2 separate regions of the Mus musculus genome follow, and region 2 is linked to region 1. The links are chromatin contacts, called in public Hi-C maps. All regions are on one chromosome and are shown on one strand. Each heading gives the region's core, a stretch centred on a gene start, on an enhancer-like site or on the middle of the called end of the contact. The rest is flanking DNA. Distances are from core to core; before and after follow the strand shown. Region 1 overlaps Kirrel3 (kirre like nephrin family adhesion molecule 3). Region 2 overlaps Dcps (decapping enzyme, scavenger).

The links. A called contact is a pair of places that touch in the nucleus more often than the background predicts.
Region 2: a Hi-C map of pancreatic cancer cells shows a contact between it and region 1, with 3 times the contacts expected there. The contact joins two enhancer-like sites. A contact is called at or near these places in 1 of 15 datasets of contacts at CTCF or cohesin (the NIH/3T3 cell line), 30 of 484 Hi-C or Micro-C datasets (the C2C12 cell line, the G1E-ER4 cell line, the HL-1 cell line and 18 more), 4 of 115 datasets of contacts at active chromatin or transcription factors (astrocytes, bone marrow-derived macrophages, embryonic stem cells and 1 more) and 1 of 9 other capture datasets (embryonic stem cells).

Annotation. Positions count from the first base shown.
Region 1 is chr9:34,746,522-34,753,688 of GRCm38.p6, forward strand. The region is part of intron 1 of Kirrel3 (kirre like nephrin family adhesion molecule 3); the gene reads left to right. Among named protein-coding and RNA genes, the nearest start is that of Gm33561, 110 kb to the right of the region's middle. Within about 2 kb of position 4,515, at least 24 of the 459 cell types and tissues checked have an H3K27ac peak or open chromatin away from gene starts, as enhancers often do. A contact at or near this core is called in pancreatic cancer cells, where this site is marked.
Region 2 is chr9:35,157,522-35,164,688 of GRCm38.p6, forward strand. The region is part of intron 2 of Dcps (decapping enzyme, scavenger); the gene reads right to left. Among named protein-coding and RNA genes, the nearest start is that of Dcps, 15 kb to the right of the region's middle. Within about 2 kb of position 4,385, at least 16 of the 459 cell types and tissues checked have an H3K27ac peak or open chromatin away from gene starts, as enhancers often do. A contact at or near this core is called in pancreatic cancer cells, where this site is marked.

The DNA of each region.
Region 1 (7,167 bases), core at 3,265-5,764:
GCGCTGTAAATATTATTAAATGAAAGGCCTATTGACTGCTTGCTCTATGACAAAGAGGAATGCAGGAGGTTTGATCCTGTTGTTACTTGAAGTGTTGTAAGGACTCTTGGCACATCAGCAGGGCTCAGACCCGCTTTTCAATCTCAATAGAAAAATTGGAACACAAGAAAAAAAAAAAGAGAAGACTTCAGAAGGAAGGCAGCTAAAGGATAGCCCTGGATTCATTCCCAGCACGGTCCATTCACAGAACAGCTCGGGAGACTTCTCCATCCTTCACGGAGAGAAAGGTTTTGCTCCAGCTGCAAAAGTGAAGAGCCCACCTATTTCAGCAGCAGCCCCTCCCAGAGGCTTCTGGGATCTTTGGAGAGGGCTGATAAGGAGTGACATGGCTCAGAACCTCCAGGGTGTCCATCTGCTAGCTCACTCACTCTGCATCTTGTCTGTAAGAGGAATGAACTATGACAAGCAGTCTGCTTGTGCACGTGTATAAATATGCCCAAGTTTACATGTGTACTGGACCAAATGGGGAGGGCGCTGTTTAGAATAGAGAGTACTATAGGACTGACTCAACATATCTAGAAAACGAACTAACCTCAAGGAGACCGGAAGGAATAAGATGGTTCAATAAGAACCAGTCTTCCTACGGCCCCAGCAGAGCTATGGAGCAGTGGAAGCAGGCAATGGTGACCATCTCTATCTCCTGAAGAAAGCTTGATGTCTGCAGAGGAGTGCCACAGGCAGGCAAGACAAGGCTGAAAAGAAGGCTTAGCATTTTCTTTTTGATCACGTGATCCCTGGTCTGCCCACACCTGTGTTTATCAGCATGGGGCCGCTCAACAGCCATCAGATCACCAGGCTAGTTTATGTCAATTATGATCTTGAATAGAAGAAAATTCCCAGGAGCCCCAGCCAGAGAGAAAACAAAGATAGCTTTTACCTTCTCTTGAGGTATTTTGTTGATGGTTAAGCTTGTTACTCAAGTTCCAAAGCCCAACAAGCATTTGTGAAAATCTCTTTCCTCCCCCCCCCCCTTCTCTTCCCCTCCTTCCTTCTTCCCTTCTCTTTTGAGATCTCGTCATTTATGTAACTCAGCAAAAATTAATGAAGCATCTGTGGTAGAATCGTGGGCTAGGTACCAGGAATATAAATGAATTAGACAACTGCTACCCTCGAAACCTCACAATCCAGAGGCGTAGAAAACATTCTGTTTGCTCTACTTAGGATCCACTAGAAGGTTTTAGTTTTAAAAGTGTAAGAGAGGTGGGTCCAGGAAGTACTCCCCCCACCCCCGGTAAGGAAGATACTGGCTTCTGATGGTTTATGATGCTGCTGAGCAGCTGTGTTGGAAGAAGAGTAGCTGACTTTAACACATGGCTACTTTATGTGCAGAGTAAGATAGCAGGGCTTCTGCTTCTCAGCTTAGCTTTCCCAGCCCCACGCTGGTCCCTTTGGCTTCCAGTCTTTACCAGGCAGACTAAGGAGGTTTCTGTGAAGAGATCATCTATGCTCACAGACACCTACTAGGTGCCAGAGCTGCAGGCTTTAGCTAGGTGCTGGCAACCACAATGACTAAATCATTAGCCGTGGCCATGTGGCTCTTAATCATCTAAAGATTCTGGCACATACCAAAGATTACAGCCCTTCATGATGTGAGCACCCAGAAGACCATAAAAGGTACAGGGAGAAGGACCAGCTCTGTCCTGGGAGACAAAGGCTATCTTCACGACAGCAGAGACACCTGGAGCTTGCCATCTAGTGGGGGAAATGAGAGTCTGTGTAGCAATCACTGCAATACAAAGGAACACTGAAACATTGTGAATATAGAAAGTAGGGGGATCTATTTAGCTAGGGCAGTAGCTCTCAACCTTCCTAATGCTATGACCCTTTAATATAGTTCCTCAGGTTGTGGTGATCCCCAACCATAAAGTATTTCATTGCTACTTCATAATTGTAATTTTGCTGCTGTTGTGAATTATAATATAAGTATCTGATGTGCAGGAGGATATCTGAAAGACAACTCCAAGGGGGTCGTGACCCACAGGTTGAAGATCACTGAGCCAGATGATCAAGAAGTACGGGACCAAAGGGTGACACTTAACTTCCTCCTTAATAGCAGGTAGAATTCTCAGCATTCATCCACCCCACAGATATTTATTTCCTAAATGATCCATATGTTATTCTTGTAAGGGGGACAGTCTTGTCATGATAGAGCTTCCATTTTAGTGCTGGTGATAAAAACAAATAAATAAAAAGAATCAATAAACTAAAACATGAATCAGCAAACTTTTCCTGGAGAGGGCTGATAAATTAATATGTATTCTAGTCTTTACAGGACATATGTTTCTCAGATGCAACTTCTCAGTATTGCCTTTGAAGTACAATACAACCCTTGAAACACATAAGTAAACAAACATAACTGTGCTCCAATAAAACTTTATTTGTGAAAACTAAGGGTGGGCTGGGTCTGGTCCACAGGTCATAGTTTGCCAACCCAATAGTCAGAAGCACTGAAGAGAAAATCAGAAAGGGAAAATAAAGGCAAGAAGTGTCAGAAGAAGGTCTTGGGGGTTTAGTAAGAAAAATGGTGAAACTTCCTGTAGGATGGGAAGACAGAGGGAAAAGTAAGTTTAAAGCATGGGGACAGGAATGGTGAATCTGCTGTGCTCAAGCGCAAACAAGGAGGTGACCAATGGGAAGAGGGTGTTTCCAGGCAAAGAAAACTGGCATGGATGACAAAGTGACAGCAGGTACTTGAGGACAATAAAACGCCCTCAGAGCAATTTGGCTTGATACAGTAGTGTTAAAAATAGAAGGAAAGGCTAGGACAGGAAAAGCCACAGCATGCTGTCCAAGCTCATGCCATGCCGAGGAGCTCCGACTAGATTCTCGAGGAAGAACTTTCCTGAGAATTCTCTTCCAACCCAAGCGTCCACACATAGCTGGCGACCCCAAACAAGCTTAGGCACTGTACAATGCTCTTCTTCCATAGCCATATATAGCTGCCCTAAGTTTGGGACAGTGCCTATGAAACTAGGGTCTGTCCCCATCCCCCTTTGGTGCATAAACCACATGACAGGCCCTGGAAGAGATCTCAGTGAGAAGGCTTCTGGTTCATCCTCTCTCTTCTCTCTGCAAGTCTGATGCTAAGCGTATCTTTGTCCCGAGGAGAAGCAGGCTCTTTCTGTTGCCAGAGAAGCACCTACTATGTGCACATAGTGCTGGGTACCTGCCTTGCTTATCTTACTTGTTCATCATGATTCTTTGAGGAAGGTGTTTTTACCTTTGTTTGGTAGATGTGAGAGCAGAGACTGAGTGCTGTCAGCGACATTCCCAGAGTCAAACTCTGGGCACCGGGTCCAAGACCACACCAATCCCAATCTGGACTTGGAGATCTTTCCAACTTACCATGATGCTTCCCATTCCGTCTGTCCCAGGGAGCACTTTGGCTCCCATCCCAAGTTCCCCTCCTCTCACGGCCCCCTCCCTTGCCAGCTCAGCTGGTACCAAATTAGCTTCTCAGGAATGCCAATTTGTCTTTCCTCTCTCAGGCATGTGGCACAGACCCTTCCCCAGACTGTATTCAACCTTTCAGAATGAGATACCAGATCCTTCTTGGCTGCTCCTCCTGTGCCCTCTCCACCTCCTCCCAGTCTCTCCCTGGAATCTTTCCAACTCCAGCTCTCCAGCTCCTATACCGGGGCGATCATATGCTGTCTTCTGGAGGGCAGAGCTGTCTGTGCACAGCTATTGATGACTCAGATTCGGTCTAGAAGCATCTCTGTCTGACTGATTGGTGAGTCTCTTTACATGCATGGAGAATGGGTATAAACACCAATTTAAACCTTTTGGATTTAAGTTGCAAATCATTTCCGGTTTTTCACAATCTTCTTTTTCTCCTATACTCTCTCTCTCTCTCTCTCTCTCTCTCTGTGTGTGTGTGTGTGTGTGTGTGTGTGTGTGTGTGTGTTTACATAACAGTGTGACAGTGGTGCTGGTTGGAAAGGCATCAGATCTATCAGATCTCTGTCTATGGGTGGAGGGAAGGTTTGGGACTAACATCTCAGGCTGTTTTGACCTCCTTCCTCTACGACAGAAAAGAAGTAACCCAGAGACTAGGAAGTTCCATGAGAGATCAGCAGTTAGCTGTACCCGGAGCTCTCTTGCCCCTGCTAAACTTGGAACATTGGCTATTATCAAATTCTCAGCTTCTTTATCTTACATATCAGCTCACCATGTCCACTTCAGATAATCACATGATGGCTAAATGAAATCATACAGTAAATCACAGGGCTTATCTCTTGTGAGGATAAGCTGAAATGGAACCCAGCTCCTTCTGCCCTCTCTCCCCGTTTGACCTCCAGGGTTCCTCTGGGGATCTCTGACCCACCTCTGACACTGCAATGGCTTTCTGCTCTTATGTCTGCTTAAAGAACAACTGCAGTGAAGGCAGGGCCAGGAGCCACCACCTATGTCCTCAAGCAGCCCCTCCTTTGCTTTTCTACCAATGGGTGTGGTGAGTCATCCTTCCCTGAGGAGTGTTCATGCCTGTGCAGCCTCTTGGAACTGGCTCTGCATTCCCCACCTGTGTGCAGCTAAGATCTTCAAAGAGTTACTTCCTGCTGAGCGGAGCCCAGCCAGCAAGCCCCCTTCCCCCTTCAGAGATACAGCACAGGAGAGGTGGATGTCTGGCTGCAGCTTCAGGCCACCCAGCCTGCAGGAACCTGAGGCAGGAGATGGAACTCTCTCCTGTCACAGCCCGGAGGCAGGCAGCCTAGGAGACAAAGCCCCATCCCACTGGGTCTTGAAAACCTGCCTCTGTTGTGGTGCTACTTGACCAGGTAGGAAATCTCTGAACTCCTGACCCAGAAAGACAGGGCTCTTGTCATAAGGAGAGGGATATTTTAACTTCCATCCACGAAGCTCCTGAGGAAAAAAATTAAAGTTCTGTCAAAACAGGTTAGTATATTAGCAATCATGGCTCGCTACCATCTGTATTTGTTCCACTTGTGGTGTTTATGACGGTTATCCACATTAATTATTTCTCTGCTAAAGTCCCTTTTAATTTCTGAACACTGTTATTTCTAAGAAAGATGGATATTAGATATGCCACACATCAGCACAGGGTGGCATTACAGCATGCTATTAAGTTCAGATGCTGAGGCCCAGCAGAAATAACTTTGTTATTTGTAATCGCAATAAAGTATTTTATGTTGTGACTCAAAAGGAGAAACAGCATTGGTGAAAACTGACTTCTTCCTTCAGCAATGACCCTGAATTCACCAAGAAAGACAGAATCTGCTTAGACTGGGGTAGTTTAGCATCCAAGAGAATGCTGGATTGGGGTGCTGTGACTGTACTTCAGTCAGCTGAGCCCCAACAAAGAGTACTTGAGACCCTGGGTTGATTCCCCAATATCCCTTAAAATGAGATGGTGAAGACAGGCAGGTCTGCAATGTCATCCCATTCTCTCCAGAGGCAGAAGTGGGGGATAAGGACTTTAAGGTCATTTTCAGGCTCAGGTGGCATGAAGTCCACCTGGGCTATATCAAACCCCACCTCAGAACAGCAAAAGAAAAGTTGGTTTGAGATTCCCGAGCAGGACAGAGGGAAGGTATGTGCAAACAGTTGTTCCCAAGCCCAAGGAGAACTGGCAAAGCCCGGTTCACAACCAGAACTCCCAGAGATGCTGATTCAGTAGACATAGGGTGATGTGTACTTTCTATCACTGCTGGCACATACACCCTGAGGATGGGAACCACCCACAGTGTTCCGCTTATAAACACCAATCACATGTCTACACACCAGCCTTGGGAGGCTGCCTTCATTGTTCTATAAGAGAATAATTCAAATTCCTCCTAATTTCTGACAATCAGCTCCAATAAAAGTACCAGTGGGTTTAACAACTAAAGACCAAGAAGGGCAGGCATCCTTGAATAAAGCCAAAGGGGGGATAGAAGGAGCAAAGGAAATCTTGTCTGTGGAGTGCTTTGTGACAGTAGTTGTTCTGAGGTGATCCGGGCTAGGTGAGCCCAAATGCATCCTCAAGATTCCTCCCCATTCAAGCATGCCTTGGCTTCCCGTTTGCTCATTCACTTGTCAAAAAATATTCTGACCATCTGTGATGCACAGGGCACTTTGCTGGCCCCAGGCCCATTGGTGTTAGTGAGCAGACATGCTTTGGTTGTCAAGGGTGACAGACAAATAACTATAGTAGGGAAAAGTCCACAGCCATGAGCTGGAAAAAGAAGCAGATCTGCTTTGAATAAAGTGGATCCTATTTACATGAGGTGCAGAACAAAATGAAAGGCAGCTAACAGGAATCAGCTCACTCTACTGTAGTCTGCCTTGAGCACCCTCAGATGCCCTACAATCTTAAATTCAAGATAGCAAATAACTCTTTGTTTCAAGGGTCTAGCGCTTATACAAACTGGATTCCTGCTTCTGCTGGGGACATAGCTCCCCCTGGTGGTCGGAGGCCCAAGTTCTCACAGGCTACAATCTTTCCAAAGTGTGTTCAACAGGCATGCATGGCTTAGATGGGGATCTAAAGTCCAGAAAGCAAATAACCGCCTTGATTCCTTTGAGGGGTGCTCTGTTGGGTCATCTGAAACCTTCATTAATACCGAGTTTAAATCTCACCATCCCATTTTGCTGGGTGTTGGAATTTCAGGCAGTTAGTGAAGCTCTCGGACCCCCTATTTTAAGTTATTGCATTTGGATTGTAGCAAAAAAAAAAAAAAAAAAAAAAAAAAATGCTACCAAGCAATCCATTTCAGTGGATTCATTTAATGGTGCCAATAAGGAGCTGGTGTGAAGATTAAATATGACAACAAAATAACACCTAGCTTCTGGCAGGCCCTCCATGCTGCTGTTTTTATTTTAAAGTTTCAAATTCTTTCTTCTCTGCATCCTGCCTTCTACTTTTTCTCCCTTCCTCTCTCTAACCCTTACTCTATCCTCTCTTCTCTTGTACAGATCTTCCTGCTTCCTCTCCAGCCTTCCTTGCCCTTTTCCAACTCTGTCCTTTATCCTTCACAATCACCTTAAACACAAGTGCTCGCTCTCTCTCTCTCTCTCTCTCACACACACACATACATACATACATACATACATACATACATACACACACACATGAATGCACATATACACATGCACATGTACAAGCAC
Region 2 (7,167 bases), core at 3,135-5,634, 410 kb after region 1:
AGGAACGTTGGGTGCCAATTCTTGATGTAGCACCCCTGGACACTGTGGCATGGGAAAGAAGGCCAAAGCACCGGATAACTCCCCAAGAGAGAAGCTGGGAATTCTAGGTTGTGACCTACTTAGATGTACGAGTGAGGAATAAACACAGAACCAGCCACCATCACTTGTGGTGATGGAACTTGCTGCAAGCAATCAGCTTTCACCCATTGTCGCTGGGCAAGGAGGCTCAGAGCCTCGGGACCTTGTCCCCATCTGAGGAAGGCAGAGAAGAGCACACAGTTCCTGCTGTGATGGCTACTCCTCATTACTCTCCATCTACTCATTCCTAAGTGCTCTGAATGAAATGGTTCCTCCAGCCAGTAAAGAGTGTGCTGAGAAGAGAGGCCACTGCTGTTGTCAGTAGAAGAAACATGAGTCAAACCATCAGGAAAGGGAGCACAGGTCCTGGGTCAAGAATTTGAGTTGGGTATCAGGGTTTTTCCCACCTTGGAATCATTCTGCTTAATATCTTCTGCTGTCCCTCTAAGGTCAGAGGGCCCTGGCACACTCAGGTTAACTAAACACACCAGCAAAGAACGCATGAGCAAAGACAGAGAAACCTGTCATCTTTAAGCAGTGATACCAGCTCAGTAGAGCTCACTTCCAGTCAGTCCTGTTAATAAACTGGCATCACACAAAGTGAGCTCTAGGACAGCCAGGACTGTCACAGAGAAATACCAAAGGGAACAAACAAACAGCAACAAACCAGCATTGCAACCCTGTCTACCTCCAGCCCTCCACATCATTAAACCCTGTCCATCTAGAAGAGGCTACACACATTTCCTAGGGCTGTCCCTCACTGATACATACCCTAGAGCAGCAATTCTCAGCTCCCTAACTCATGTGGGTCTCAACCCCTTTGGGGATCTAGTGACCCTTTCACAGGGACTATATATCAGATATCCTGCATATCAGATGTTTATATTATAATTCATAACAGCAAAATTACAGTTACAAAGTAGCAACAAAAATAATTTTATGGGGGGGGGGGGTCCACCAAAACATAAGAAACTGTATTAAAGGCTACAGCATTAGAAAGGTTTGAGAACCACTGCTAGAGGTACGCAGGGGTCATCTCAGCTGGAACACACATGGTTTGGAGCTATGAAAAACTTAATTGTTAACTGATAGGTTCTGCCTGACCAGAGTCAAAGGCACGCTGTAAAGGAAGCAGCAGAGGCCTCAGACAGGTCTTTATTATTGGTTTTGTTTTGTTTTTTTGTTTTTTTTTTTTTTTGCACCCGTCTTACTTGATGAGTTAGCACCTAAAAACTGTCTATGTATTCAAGTATCACAACACTGGTCTTGAAGAACTCACAAGTCTAACCCCATTCCTTTACCTGTTCTTATTTTTTTTAGACAGGGTTTCATTATATATCCTAAGCTGGCCTGGAACTGTAAACCAAGCTTGCCTCAAACTCAGAGATCCAAGTGCTAGGATCAAAGGCTTATACCACCACACCAGGCCTGCCTCAGTTTTTTCAATACTAACATTCATCAGATGGTCCTCATCACAGCCTTTGCTTTTATGTGTTTATCTTAATATGAACTTACACATATTCAGTTCTCTTGAAGAACAAGTGATCACCTGAGCTCCCCAGGGTCCCGTTGGATCTCCCTCTTTTCTGTACTACTGTGGAGTAGCCCAAGATATGCATACCCCATGCTTTACTGACCTCACAGGGTCATTTAAGTTGTTCTCTTCTTGTTTTGGTCTATCACAAATGATGCTGCACTGAATATTTTCTACCCCTTCATTCATACACATGAGCTTGTGTCTGAGCCAGATATCAGGAAGAGGAAATGCTAGCTCAAAGGAATGTACTTTTTACAAAGGTGGATGCCCATGGTTCTTGTCATGTGTGTGTACACACACCCACTATACAAGAGCACCCAGGAATGTGTGCATAGGAGTGAGGGAGATGCTAAGGTCTCCATCTGTCTGGATTCTCTCTGGTGTGCTCTCAATGATGTAACTTGCTGTGTTCTTTTTTGTTTGTTTGTTTTTGTTTTTGTTTTTGTTTTTGAGACAGGGTTTCTCTGTACAGCCCTGGCTGTCCTGGAACTCACTCTGTAGACCAGGCTGGCCTCGAACTCAGAAATCCACCTGCCTCGGTCTCCCAAGTGCTGGGATTAAAGGCATGCGCCACTGCCTGGCAACTTGCTGTGTTCTATGCTACAGATATCTACAGGAACCTCAGCCACCAAATGTAGACATATGTGGGAGACACTCAACTCCTATTTAATGGTGACTCCCTGGTCATTAAAAAAAGCTCACCACATAGGCCAGAGGTTGTGGCATACACCTTTAATCCCAGCACCGAGGAGGCAGAAGCAAGTGGATCTGTGAGTTCCAACCCAGCCAGGGCTACATAGTGAGACACTGCCTTTATAAACAAAAAAGGTCCACTGCAATGGCAGTAAAATGAATAAAGCCACAAGGTTGCCAAGAACGGGGTGGGAGTCAGGAGAAATGGGACCAATTCATTCCTTGAAACTAAAAGCACAGTGTGAACATATAAGACAGCGCAGGAGGAAGCTGCCACATAGGCAGTCAGTAGGCTACGTAGAGATCATCAGATCTTCCAGGAGGAAAGCTGGGTTCTCAGAAACAGCTCCTGAGGATGGGAAGGGAAATGAAGCTGAAAACTGAGATCAACTTAAGGGCTGTCTGCAGAACAAGTGCACTAATTGGCTCCATCGCTGCCACATCCCAGGGGAAGCAGCTAATGCCAGGTGAAAACAGGAGGGCTGGCCTCCAAAATATTAAACCAAGGAACTAGAGAAAAAGTTGACAAACTTCTATAAAAAGCCAGCTACTAAATACCTGAAGCTTTGTAGGCCTGACAGGGTCTCCAGCTCATATTATTTTTCAGTTGGGAGCATGAACTTATAGTACCAGTCAAACTGTGCCACTGAAACCCAGTCTGGCAGCCAATAAGCCCCTCTCCCAGCCAGAGTACTACAGGAGCTTCCCATTCAGGGCAGAGGCCTACTGTAGAAAGAGATCAACCATTGTGAGGGCAAGTGGATCTGTGAGTTCCAACCCAGCCAGGGCTACATAGTGAGACACTGCCTTCATAAACAAAAAAAGTCCACTGCAATGGCAGTAAAATGAATAAAGCCACAAGGTTGCCAAGAACGGGGTGGGAGTCAGGAGAAATGGGACCAATGGGGGCAGCCCAAACATCTGCCCTCAAAGAATATGCACCCAATGCTTCATTTTTAAGTATGAATGAACTACTGTGCATCACCAGACACTGAGGGAAACCAGAAGCCTGAAGAAGAATGACCAAGATAAACAAGGGAACCAGATCCCAGAGGAATGAATAGTTTCAGGGTCAGGAGATAATTTAAAAACAACATCTCTAATTAGTGTGTCAGAGAAACCCAACACAATTTAGCTTTCCTAAAGCAAGAGCAAGATACTGTGAGAGTGAAACTGGAGAACGGGAGAATTTACAATATCAATGCCAAAGGAGTGCCCACACTAGAACACCTGGGACACAAAGTGAAGACTATGTATCAAACTAGAGTAGGAAAAGACATGGAGAAGGTAAGACAACTAAAAAAACTCAATCTTGGAAGTGTTGTGTTCAACACAAGAGTTTCAGTGTAACACTGGGGGTGGGGTGGGGTCAAGCAAAAAGAAATGAGTGAAAAGAAATCAAAGAAGCAGGGAGAAAAACATATGCACAGAGCAGAAGGACGATGGAAGACTTTAAACTAAATGGCCTCAGATAACTCAGAGCAATAGATAGGAATGCTCAATGTAGACACCGAACAAAAACAAAACAAAACAAAAGCCCTCAGAATCAAAGATCAACAGAGTATGTTGTATATACCTAATGAAGGTAATAAAAAGAAAATAACCCACCCTAAGGTTCCTTCACATCAATGAGAATCAGGCTGGCATCGGCTATGTTGTCTTCTTGGTTATGAGCCTAGCCTTAAATGTCTGAGCAGTCTCTCTAGCGCTGGCATCAGATATCTTAACAGTGACACAGATGGCTTGAAGTCAACAGATCAATGTTTTTAATGCTTGAAGGGAAAATTAATTCAACTAGACAAATCAACCGAAAGCAACAAAACAAAGGGTTCAGGATTTACTCCCACATATCTTTCTGTGGAATTATTTTATAGTTGCTTCAGCTAATCAAGAAAGGAAAGCAAGAAAGAAAAAGACACCGAATTTAGAAGACACAGTCTGACCTAGAGAAAATGTGAAAAGAAGTCTCTGGTTGAGAGCTGCATAGCGTGCCGGCACCATGGGCAGTCCAGACAGGAGGAGCAGGAAAGGGCTTCCTGCAAACGGAAAGGTAGCGTATGCCATGTAATGAATTACCAAACTGAAACCAATGTGTGAGTCACTTCAGGAGCAGGGAGAAAGGCCATAGCATTCTTCCAAACACAGTGAAGAGAGGCAACCAGAAACACCATGCAAAAACGTAAAAGCTGTAAAAACCCACTGGTTACTGACTAAATGTTACTGACTAAAAAGCAGTATGATTCGGAGGATCTACTGGAACCTAGGAAATGAGAATCACTGACCTTGGAGTCACAGGCACTCTACACAGCATGGTGATATCCACTGTGAAGGTAGGAGAGAAGGTACAATACCAGCATCCTGCTTCGGCATGCAGCAAATGCTACTGATATGCCAAAGCAAGGAAAGCGCTGTTCAATGACTTTTCAACTTAGAACCAATACTGAGACAAAGCATGAAAGATGACCCATCCTGTCTGGAGATACAGGTTAGTGGTAGAGCACTTGCCTAGCATGCTCAAGGCACCAGGTTCGATCCCTGGTGCTACAAGAACTACACAAGACAGTGTAACAAAGCATACTGACAGCTAGCTAAAAAGGCAGTGCTGGAAATAAGGAGGTGGCAGAAGGCAGAAGAGACAGTGGGAAAGCTGGACACACTCATCCTTTCCCCTGATTTGCATTAAACAGCAACAAAACCAGAAAACAAAAACCAGCTACATTTAAAGACACTGAGCCTTCCAAAGGCAGATAGATAAAGACTGGGAGTGCAGGGAATGAAAAAGGAGGCAAAGGAGTTGATTCTTTCCTTTCTTCTCTCCCTCCTTCCATCCGTCCTTCCTTTCTTTTTCAGACAGGGTCTCCGTAACACTGGTCATGGTGTGGTTGCTTCTGAGAAGTGAGGTGGGAAGGGGGCACAGCAGTAGGGGTCCGTTCATGCCCATTATAAGCCTCCTGGTGCTATCTGATGATTATCTGATCAGGTAACTACACATCTGACTCTGACAAATGCCCGACCCTCCCACAGAGACTTTCTGCTGAACAGTTCAAGTTAAGAGCTATTTACTAATAAAGCCTGGCATTTTATCTCCATTCAACTTGAGACTCCATGATCTCATATGGTAAAGAAACCTTCTTAGGTAGGCAAGCCAGCCTTCTGATTCCCCACTTGTCGTTCAGAGAAACTAAGTCTCCACAATTCAGTGACGTTTTCTGGTTCGATGGCTGTAAGCCTACAGTATTTCTCATGTTAGATGACCATGGCATGCTGTGAGTGTTTTGGCTGAGACTTGTCTGGCAAGCCATTCCTTGCTGGCCACTGTTCATGTAACTTGTCCCTTGGCTCAGCTGCAGTGGGAGGGCTGCCGAGGACATCACGGCGGATAGGTTCAGAGGCTTGTGCCAGTCTGCGCTGGAGAGACACCAACAGACCCTGGTACTTGGGCTTCTTCCAATGGCTGGAGGACCTGCCACACTGCTCCACTCGATCAGGACTGGTATCATCTTGGGGTACCTTCCAAAATAGCATAGGGCTCCCTTATCCACAGGAGGTAAAATAATCTAGCCTGGTCGCTCCCCTGCCCCAGAGAAGAGGAGCCATGCAGAAACGAAAGCCTGATAATGTCCAAAATCTCGAAGACTGAAACTCAACACTTTCACTTTCAACAATAGTGACTTTAAAAAAAAAAAGCAAGAATGATGACAGAGCCATTCAAATGTGTGGGAAAATATTTTCATCCACCTAAAAAAGGGCCAGTTTTTCTTAACTATTAACTAGGAAACATATTCGTATCCATAAAAAGCAAGTCTCAGTCTCTCTCTCTCTCTCTCTCTGTGTGTGTGTGTGTGTGTGTCTGTGTGTGTGTGTGTGTGTATGTGTGTGTGTGTGTCTAGCATGTACCATGTAGGGACTAAAATAAAAAGGATATTCATAACGTAGAGTTTCCTGGCTCTTCCCCACCATTTTGATTTCAGGGTGTGTGTCTTTACTGTCTTCTCAGCATTGTTACGGACGCATGCATACCTAAGCACCATACTGTTTAGATCAGCCTGATCCTCAGAATCGCATCATGTGGACTTCTTGCCCCCACCTGATGACTTAGCCTCCACGAATACAGGCAGCTATAGTTCATTTCCATTGCCAGAGAGAGGTTGTCCACTTTGAGACTGTACCAGGCTATCCACCTTCTCTACTGCTACTTGACTAAGTCTCGTCTTTTCTATCACAAACAGCTCTGCCAGGGAAACTCTTCTGAGAATAGCTAATCTTTTAAAATGCTCCTCCCAAACAAATCCTTTCTCCTCTCTCCAGAGTTTTGAGTTTTGCCTCTGTAAAGAATACAAAGTAGAAAATCCTGGCCTGTGGCTAAAGTCCTGAGTGATTTAGGCAACCAAAAGAGTGATTCCCAAGATCTCATCCCTTGCTCCCTGTCTAGGCCTCTCACACAGAGCCTCCAGTCTCCTCCAGTAAACCTGAGACTCCACACCCTGCTTTATAACAGGTAAACAATCGGCCTTTTAGAAGGTCGCCTGTATTTCTGAGCCACACCTCTCACCACTATCTCCCCCTTCTTCTCTGAGTGAGAGGAAACATAGACCTCAAAGAAAGACTCCATTAATAGGGAGCCACAGCAGCAGGAGTAGCCAACATAGGCTCTGCCCTATCAGGATGACACACGAAGATCAACCATGTGAGATGCCAACAGACTGGCCCACAGGCTCTTCATGGTTACCACCTGCCATGGTCAGGGCCAGCCACATTTCCTATGTGATCTGTCAAGGATCAGATACTGGGGAAGCTGTAAAAACATTAAGAGATAACTTACTGTTACAGTCGTGATAGTGACACTCTTCAATCTGTAC